Regions from separate parts of the Zea mays genome. Here all the other regions are linked to region 2. Evidence: chromatin contacts called from public Hi-C data. All regions are on one chromosome and are shown on one strand. Each heading gives the region's core, a stretch centred on a gene start, on an enhancer-like site or on the middle of the called end of the contact. The rest is flanking DNA. Distances are from core to core; before and after follow the strand shown.

Evidence for each region. A called contact is a pair of places that touch in the nucleus more often than the background predicts.
Region 1: a contact with region 2 is called in a Hi-C map of endosperm, with 1.9 times the contacts expected there. The contact joins the promoter of LOC100192899 here to the promoter of LOC103630728 in region 2. A contact is called at or near these places in 2 of 25 Hi-C or Micro-C datasets (endosperm and leaf).
Region 3: a Hi-C map of leaf mesophyll shows a contact between it and region 2, with 2.5 times the contacts expected there. The contact joins the promoter of LOC100275682 here to the promoter of LOC103630728 in region 2. A contact is called at or near these places in 2 of 25 Hi-C or Micro-C datasets (leaf and leaf mesophyll).

What each region holds. Positions count from the first base shown.
Region 1 is chr1:2,859,380-2,862,079 of Zm-B73-REFERENCE-NAM-5.0, reverse strand. LOC100192899 (4-phosphopantetheinyl transferase sfp) reads right to left here and starts at 1,280. Exons shown (of 8, transcript NM_001138086.1): 1 at 1,024-1,280. The coding sequence starts at 1,160.
Region 2 is chr1:3,114,174-3,116,873 of Zm-B73-REFERENCE-NAM-5.0, reverse strand. It overlaps LOC103630728, which reads right to left and starts at 1,374. Exons shown (of 13, transcript XM_020544900.2): 1 at 783-1,374; 2 at 499-578. The coding sequence starts at 1,135.
Region 3 is chr1:2,878,767-2,881,466 of Zm-B73-REFERENCE-NAM-5.0, reverse strand. LOC100275682 reads left to right here and starts at 1,415. Exons shown (of 8, transcript NM_001149710.2): 1 at 1,415-2,294; 2 at 2,396-2,481; 3 at 2,551-2,700. The coding sequence starts at 1,665. It overlaps LOC100193669 (putative peptidyl-prolyl cis-trans isomerase family protein), which reads right to left. Exons shown (of 5, transcript NM_001138762.1): 3 at 2,538-2,626; 4 at 1-45.

The DNA.
Region 1 (2,700 bases), core at 31-2,530, 250 kb after region 2:
TTGGTATCATTTGATCTCGAAAAGGCAGGGACATTGTTTATCTTACACGCACTAGCTAGCATCATTTGCGTTAAAAAAAACTACCTAGACCATAATTTGATGGAGAAATGTGCATAATCGAAGATGCAGAAGTTCTTAAGTTACAGGCTCCTTATCATACATGATATGCTGTTAATCATTAGGCATATCATACTTATTAATTACTTTGAGTTATCTTGGTTCCAGTTCTATTTTCATCCTGCGAGACATAATACGACTATTGAGATATACTCCCCCTATTGTGGCATAGACTAGACAAGCTCCAGCTAATTACGGGAGAGGCAACAAAGCAGAAAGGAAATAAGACAACAACAAACAGTCAGCAGGCAAACATGATAATATGAGATGGTTCTAGTCCAATAATCGGAAAGTTGTTTAGAACGGAAAGAAATAAAAGAGTTATGAAGAGTCATTTTTAGTCATGTGGCATCATGGAATTCCCCTTCTGTAACAATGTCAATTGTATAGCCGGCTGCTAGGCGTCAATGCTAGGAAGCAAAACATTCATATTCATCCTGGCAGCAAAATGCAGAAGCCAAACTGCTTGCACTGGCAAAAGCCAAGAGCGACAACTCAGCAAAACCAACGCGGATTCTGGGAGCCAGAAACAAAATCAGAATCCACGAGTGGCAACACTGAACCATCAAATGGTCGGCTCATCCCAGCTGCGCCGTCTGACTCGTTCATACAGCAGGTGGAAATCACACCAAAATGGAAAAGGGGGTGTGGCAATGGTCTGTTTCGGATCCCATGGCAATTTTCCCTACTCGGTGGACCGCAGCGCCGGTTCCAACCTCTACGAGAGTAGAGTGCCTGAATCCAGACCCTCAACTACCCCACGAGACATCTCGCCCTATTCATCCACTCCCATGCCTACCCTGAACGAATCTACGGCCAGCACCTGAACATGTTCCGTTGCAGTGCCAAACAATCACAGAATCAGGAAAGGTACGGACGAATGGAAGAGTGTGGGTGGTCAAGTACCTTCGAGACTGGAGGGGCGGCGGCGACGGCAGCGAAGCGAAGAGGCGCCCGCCGGTGACCCCCGGCATCCGGGGAGCAGGAAGCGGGGACTGCGGCGGCGGGAGCGGCATCGCGCGGCGGAGCAGGCGGTGGAACATCCACCACGGGTATTGCTCTAGTCTAGTTTATAGCGTGCGAGGAGGAGGAGGTGGAGTCGATGCGAACGAGGCGCCGGTCGGCGAAACCGATGGGCTGCGGGCTGCCACCGTCGATAGGTCCAATCCCGGGTGCGTCCTTGCTCGGCCATCGCCCGGAGTTTAACCAAGCGTGCTGCAAGTGAAACGGATCAAGAGGGACTGCTAGCAGAAACCAAAATACCAAAAAAATTTGCAATAACTTTACGGACTTACTTAGCACTAGCAGCCCGAGGCACGGAGCAGCTTCTGTATGCGTTTTTTACTGTCCTCTTTAAAAAAATTCTGTTAGAAATATAGGCATTTTCTGTATTATTTTAATTCCATAAATTAACATTATGATGATGACATATAATAGATAATCAAACATGGAAAACATGGAAAACGTGATCTCAAAAATATCCATAACAATATGGATCATGAGAACACAAAGCATATGAAGCATGTAATTCATATAAATAAAATAAGCATATAAACATGGTTCATGGATTATTGCGAAATAACTGGAAATAAACAGATAACAATATAAACAGGATGACTGTAAAATTAAGACAGACAGATATAACATATTATAAGACGATAAAACAGATTGAATAAATTTATGGCTATAAATAAAACAGCAGGTATGAACATATATAATTTGCAGAATGAAAAACAATAAGGAGATGAATTGATCATACCCTGCCATGCGCTCCGAGGATCTAGATCCTTGTCCAACTTCACTTGTCATGACAGCAGGAAGAAGACTTTGGGCAGTCGCGTAGACGCTCCCCAAAAACCTAATTGCCGATCCCTCGTGCAAGGTCTCGAACGGCAAGGGCTCCGGAGGCACCTGCCCTCTCGCTTCTCTGTGCGCGCAGAGTCACGAGATGGAAATACCCTCACTCGGCTGCTGGACTGTGTTCTGAAAGAGTTATCTCGCGTGTACCGAATGACAGGGGTGCTCCTCTATTTAACCTCTCGCAGAGGGAAGCTGAAGGAGAACGGTCGCCGAGTCACGCCAAGAGTCGGCCAGCTCTAGCCGAGTTATGCCATGAGTCGGCCAGCACTTGCCGAGTCACGCCATAAGTCGGCAGCTGAAGGAGAAGGGTCACTCGGCTGGCTGACGAAGAGACAGAGTCACTCGGCAGTCGAAGAGACAGGGTCACTCGGCGTACGCGGTTAGTGAGTGCTAAAAATTAACACAACCACACCACGCCCGCTCGCCTGCCTGCCTGCCTCGCCACGCCACGCCACGCCACGCCCGGCCCGGCCGGCGGCGGCGGCGACGCGCGCGCGCGCGTGTGGCACGCCCTTGTCCATTTCTTGACTTCTCAAGTTAAGTGGAATAAATCCCACCATATAAGTCAAGGCAAAAGACCCTTGGACTTCCAATGTGGTACTATTGGTATTCTCCACCATTACACACCATAGAGTTTATTCAATAAATGGGCCAAGCCCATAAAAGATCCAACAATCCCCACCAAACTCTAGGGTTTGTAATGATGAAGTATCAGAATCACAA
Region 2 (2,700 bases), core at 125-2,624:
TGGGAACTCAGTCATTGCGCATGCGACTGTTCTCCGACACACGTGGTGTATTCTACTTTCCCTTTGGGCCTGTCTTAGCTATCAGTTATCACTTACCATGCTAGCTATTCACAATTCTAAAACGGGAGCGTACGGAACGGTAACTCCACTCAAAGTAAGCAAGGGAATGCGAACTCATGATATGAGTCATCTGATTGGTAGAAGCGGGATCATTGCCTCGATATCAGGAATCTAAGTCCGTTAGCATTGTCCGAGAAGCTAGCGGGCACACGAGTACCGTGGAAAGCGTGCTTATCTCTAAATCAGTTCAAAAATAGCATTGTTTGCAAGTGTATGCAACCGCCAACCAACCGATATTCGCTTTACACAATATGTCGGCAAATACAACCAGTAATACATGCATGATTCATAATTTTGGTTGTTACCAATCCCCGCGGCAAGAGAAGCAAAATGATCTCACGCTGCCACATGTTATTGAAGGCATTGGATGGAACTTACCGCAGTTCCACTTGCTCCGGGACTGGAAGAATGCCTCGTCACGCTTGATGCACGCCGGATGGTAGACCTTGGGGCAACCCCTGGAGCAAGAAACAGAGACGACGCGCAGGCCGGATCAATCCCCAATCCGGCAACCAGCAAGAGGGAGAAAAAAAGAATAAGAAAAATCCGGCGCGCAATTGCGGAGGCAACACGTGCGGGGCAGAGCGCCTCGGAGAACCCCCCCTCGACGCGTTCCCGCAGTCAACACGGAGGGGAGAAGCGCGCGCGGCACGGGCACCCACCTCCTATCGCAGACGACGAGGTTTCCCCCGTCGAAGCAGATGAAGCAGACGACCTCCTCCTCGTCCTGCCTTCTCCGGGCGGCCCGGGCGAGCGCCGGCGCCGGCGCCGGCACCACCGGCCCCGCGGCCACGGCCGCGCCGTCCTTCCTCTTGGGCGGCCTCCCCCGCTTCCGCTTCTGCCCGAGCGGCGGCGGCGGGGGCGGGGGCGCCGCGTCCCCTATGATCGAGCTCAGGAAGTGCGGATCGTGCGTCCCCGCGGCTGGCAGCGGCGGGGGGCGAGGCTCGGGCGGGCGGTCGGCCTCCGCGGGGGGCGGGGACGCCTGCGCGGCCCCATCGGGCGCGGCGGCCTCCATGGATCGGGAGGGTTTAGGGCCCGCGGCCGAGAAGCGTGGGAGCGGTGGTCGTCGACCGCCGGGGTGGGTGGGAGGCGGGGAAGGACGGGGACGAGGACGAGTCTGCTTCCTCGTCGTCCGCCGCGACGGTCTAATCCGGGGCGCTGTGGACCAGCTCGCGAGCGAGCGAGCGAGCTGCTGGTGCTGCCTGGCTGCCTCTCCGTGGGAATGGAGGTGGACTGGAACGGAATGGACGGAAGGTAGGGGCGCTGGAATGATTCGCGGGGTGGGGAGGGGCCTTTTGGCATAAAGGCGGTCCGGCGGAGGTGCGGTCGGCGTCAGCTGCTGCCGTCCGCTTTTGGTTCTCTGGAGTCTCGACTCCCCCCGGCCGGTACGGTGTGGTAGCCTGGTAGTGGTAGGGGGGCCGGGGCGGGTCCAGCGCCAGGGGCTGTGGATTTCCCGGTTCGGGGATTTCGGAGGGCCGCGAGTGACGGCACGGGGGACAGACTCTATAGGCTAGCGCACGCGTGGTTCGCGAGCGAGTCCGCGTCCGTCCATGCCTGCCATACTACTCTACCCCATGGTGGCATGGTGTTGCTTTGACTGACTCGGTCAGTTGGAACTTGGAGCGCAGCAGGACGCCCAGGAGATGCCCAAATCTCCGTCGCTCCCCCTATATTTTCTTCCGGTGGCTTAAGCCTAGCAGCGCCTCGATCGCGTGGACGCTCCGCACCGGCGGCCGTCGTCGTAGAGAAAAGGACGACGCAGCTGGCGGGTCCAGCTTCACGTACGAGGGGAGGGGGATGGGACGCTCGTCTCGGTCACCCACTGTCGTGACAGGGAACGCGACGCTGACGGCGAGTGCTTCCTTTATTATTTTTGTTTTTATGATTATTATTATTATTATCAAATGGTAAACAGACAAATAAAGAAACGACACCCGGACAAGAAGAAGAATAGGAAGAAAACGGAGCGACGCATCCCGAGCCCCGGCCGCGATCGGAGGTGGGCGGGGGCGCGCCGCCACAGTAGCACATGTGTTTCTTGTGAGAGGGTGGCGGGTAGCATAGCCACTGCAGATGAGGCCAAGGGAAGACCAGCGCAGCGCATCCTAGCGCCAAGGAATCAGCTGGGACAGCAACTGACCATCTCCCGGCGACGGCGACGGCGACGCCGGCCGTTCCTTCCGGCAACTGTCTGTGCCGTACGTACGTTGGTGTCAACTGTCATGTCACGTAATCCGTCGCTAGGCTAGGCTAGGCTAGGTATGGAGCGACGTGTCCAGTGCGCCCACGGCTTTGCCTGCCTTTGCCCCCGCTGTTCTGTGGTAAATTAAGTTTGGTGCTAGAACTGGGACTGCAGCAATGTGTAATAAGTTCAGCGATTTCCTTCATCGTATCCACCCATGTCAGGTGCCGTTACCATCGCTTGCTTATCTACCGCCATCATGTGTGGACCAACACACACGTGTGCAGCAGTCAACTCGGAGCGGAGCTAGCATAGACGACAAAAGTACGCTTTCCTAATCCAAGTGCGAAATCTTCTCTTCCATCTCCTTAGATATAAGTTTTTAATCACGCGGTAAC
Region 3 (2,700 bases), core at 166-2,665, 240 kb after region 2:
ATGGCAGACAACCTGGTTGGAGTCGTGCTAATGCCAATATTTTTCCTGCAAACACAATAGAAGTGAATTGAGATGTAAATTTCCTGAACTAGAATTCTACAACTTACTGTCAGTATGCATGGTTCTGAAATCTGGACACTAAAATTCTGTAACTTCAACTTCTTAAAAAAAAAGGAAATGTGGAACCTGCCCTTCAGGAAATAAGGTGGAGAGGTGTAGGATAGGCAGTTCATTACCCTATAGTCTCTGCGGACTGAAGGGATTCTTTTAAGAGATTTGCACATTCCACACCATGCCTTTGCACCTAGGTTATTCAGGCTGAAATTGAAGCATCATTTATCATCCCAAAGTTTGCCATGAAAGTTCCCATGTATGAAGGCCACTATGACAAAGTTTGTGCTTACCTAAATTTTGTTTCTATTATATACATATAAAAAATAATGAATTTTGTTCTAACAATACACTCTATGCACAGCACAGAAATGGGGCAAAAGCATCTTACGTCAATTATTGTTTGTTGTAAAGTCACTTTTGGCAATCGAGACAGAGATGGACCCTAAAAGCTTGGACAACATAAGAGCATATCTAAAAGACTAGCTAAATGACTTATTAAGCTAAATTTTGACTAATCATCAACAAAATAACTCTCCAACAGACTACCTATCTGACTCGCTAAACTATCTGACTCTTCAAATTGGCTTACTCAATAGCCAAACCTGACTCTTCAAATTGGCTTACTCAATAGCCAAACTTGGCTAGCCACCTAACTAGCCAAACTAGAAGTGAAATGCTACATATAAAATGTAATCCCTACGAAGAAATAAATAGAGAGTTAAATAGAGAGCCAAAAACAAAGAATCTCTAAGATTCAGATACGTGGCTCGCCAAGCCAAACTGCATGCTGCGCAATGCGAGTGAGTAGAGTAGGGAATGGGGTGGGGGTGCTCATATTGCAAAACTAAACAGACCTTGGTTCTCCAAATTGTCCGCTTTGCCATGGTTCGGAAGCCTCTAGTTAGGATTCGTGAGAGCAAAATCGAGCACTTGTTCCAAATCCAAGAAAACCGCCGTGCGTCCAGATCGAACAGCAGGAGGAGTGCGGTGACAGAGACAGCAAACATACCTGTATCCCTCCTCCTCCTGGGTTCCTGGCAAGGTGAGGAGAGGAGACTGGAGAGACCGACTGGAGCGGGGAGAGGAGAGGAGTGAAGACTGAAGAGAGTGTGGTTGGGAGAGAAGCTGCCGCGTCAGCCTTCTGGTCAGGATCAGCTTTATCCGGGCAAAGCCCCACTGCAGCCCCAGAAACAGAAGAAACCGTTAAGAGTGGTCCATGACCATGAGCGTGGGCGTGGCTAGTGTGCCGCGTCCGTGGATATGACGCCGACCTCTCTTCTCTTCTCCCCTCTCCTCTCTAGCCGTAGTAGCTAGCAAGCCGAAGGCTGGAGCTGCCTGCCTGAATTCTCTCGTTTCTCTGCTTCTTCCTCCTCTCCCGCCCAGAACCAGAACCAGGAAGCATCGCGAGCCACCGGCGAGCCCTCGTCGCCGCCAGGACGTGCACCGACGACCGGGTCTCTGCCGGCCGCTGGCCTTTCTACAGGTCTTCGCCGTCCGCTGGGGCTAAGCAAGCTAGCTTGCGAGGGAGCATATATGGTCCTCCGCGTTTCATGACCTTCATGAGGTGTTCCGCGGCCGTCTCCGACGGCATTGCGCTGCGCTTCCCCGCCGAGGGCAGGGCCCTCCGCGGAGGCGTCTGCGCGCGCGGGCGCGGGCTGCTCGCTCTGGGTTCCCACAGGAGCAGCAGTAGGAGGGCGAGGCGCAGGCACGTGGCGGTCTTCGCGAGGCGGCGGCTCGGCAAGTGGCAGCGGCCGTGGTGGAGGACCTTCTTCGCGGACTGGAACGACGACGAGGAGAGCCTGGCCGGGTTCAGGGAGGACGACGAGCTGCTGGAGGAGATTGGGGCCGACCAGGAGCTGTCGGAGAAGGCCAAGTTCGAGGAGTGGAGGCGGAAGGCCGAGGCCATTGTTGAGCTGCGCGAGGCCCAGCAGGACGCGTTCAACGCCGAGGAGCGGTCGTGGGAGGACTGGACCGGCGGTGGCGGCGGTGGTGGCGCGCCGGAGAATGGTGGAGGTGGGGACTGGGGCGGGGAGGCCAGCTTGTCGGAGCAGATAACCGATGATCCTGCGGAGATCGTCTGGGATAAGGGCGTCGTTGAGGTTTTCAGAGGTACTATCGATGAGGATTACGAGGATATGCTGTTCGAAGATCGAGTTTTTATGTATGCCTCCACGAACTCGGTCAGTGGATGCATTACCTTTCTTTCTCTCTAATAATACACGAGTTGTATGGAGGTTTTGTTTGAGCTGACAAAAAAAAAAGGGAACTTTGTACTGTACAGGCCAAATTCCTAGCATTGCTGATCGTGGTTCCGTGGGTGATAGATTTTCTAGTGCACGACTATGCCATGATGCCCTTTTTAGAGAGGTAATCCATCTTTGTCAGACAACAGTACTGAGGAGCATTACAATGAACATTATTACCTAATGATGTCAGGTATGTCCAGAAGGTGCCGCTTGCAGCTGAGTTACTTGATGTGAGGCGCAGCCAGAAGCTGCAGATGGTTAAGGACCTGAACATCGAGAAGGCAAGATACCGTCTTGAAGTAGAGATCGGCAAATCTCCCCCGCTCTCTGATGAGGAGGT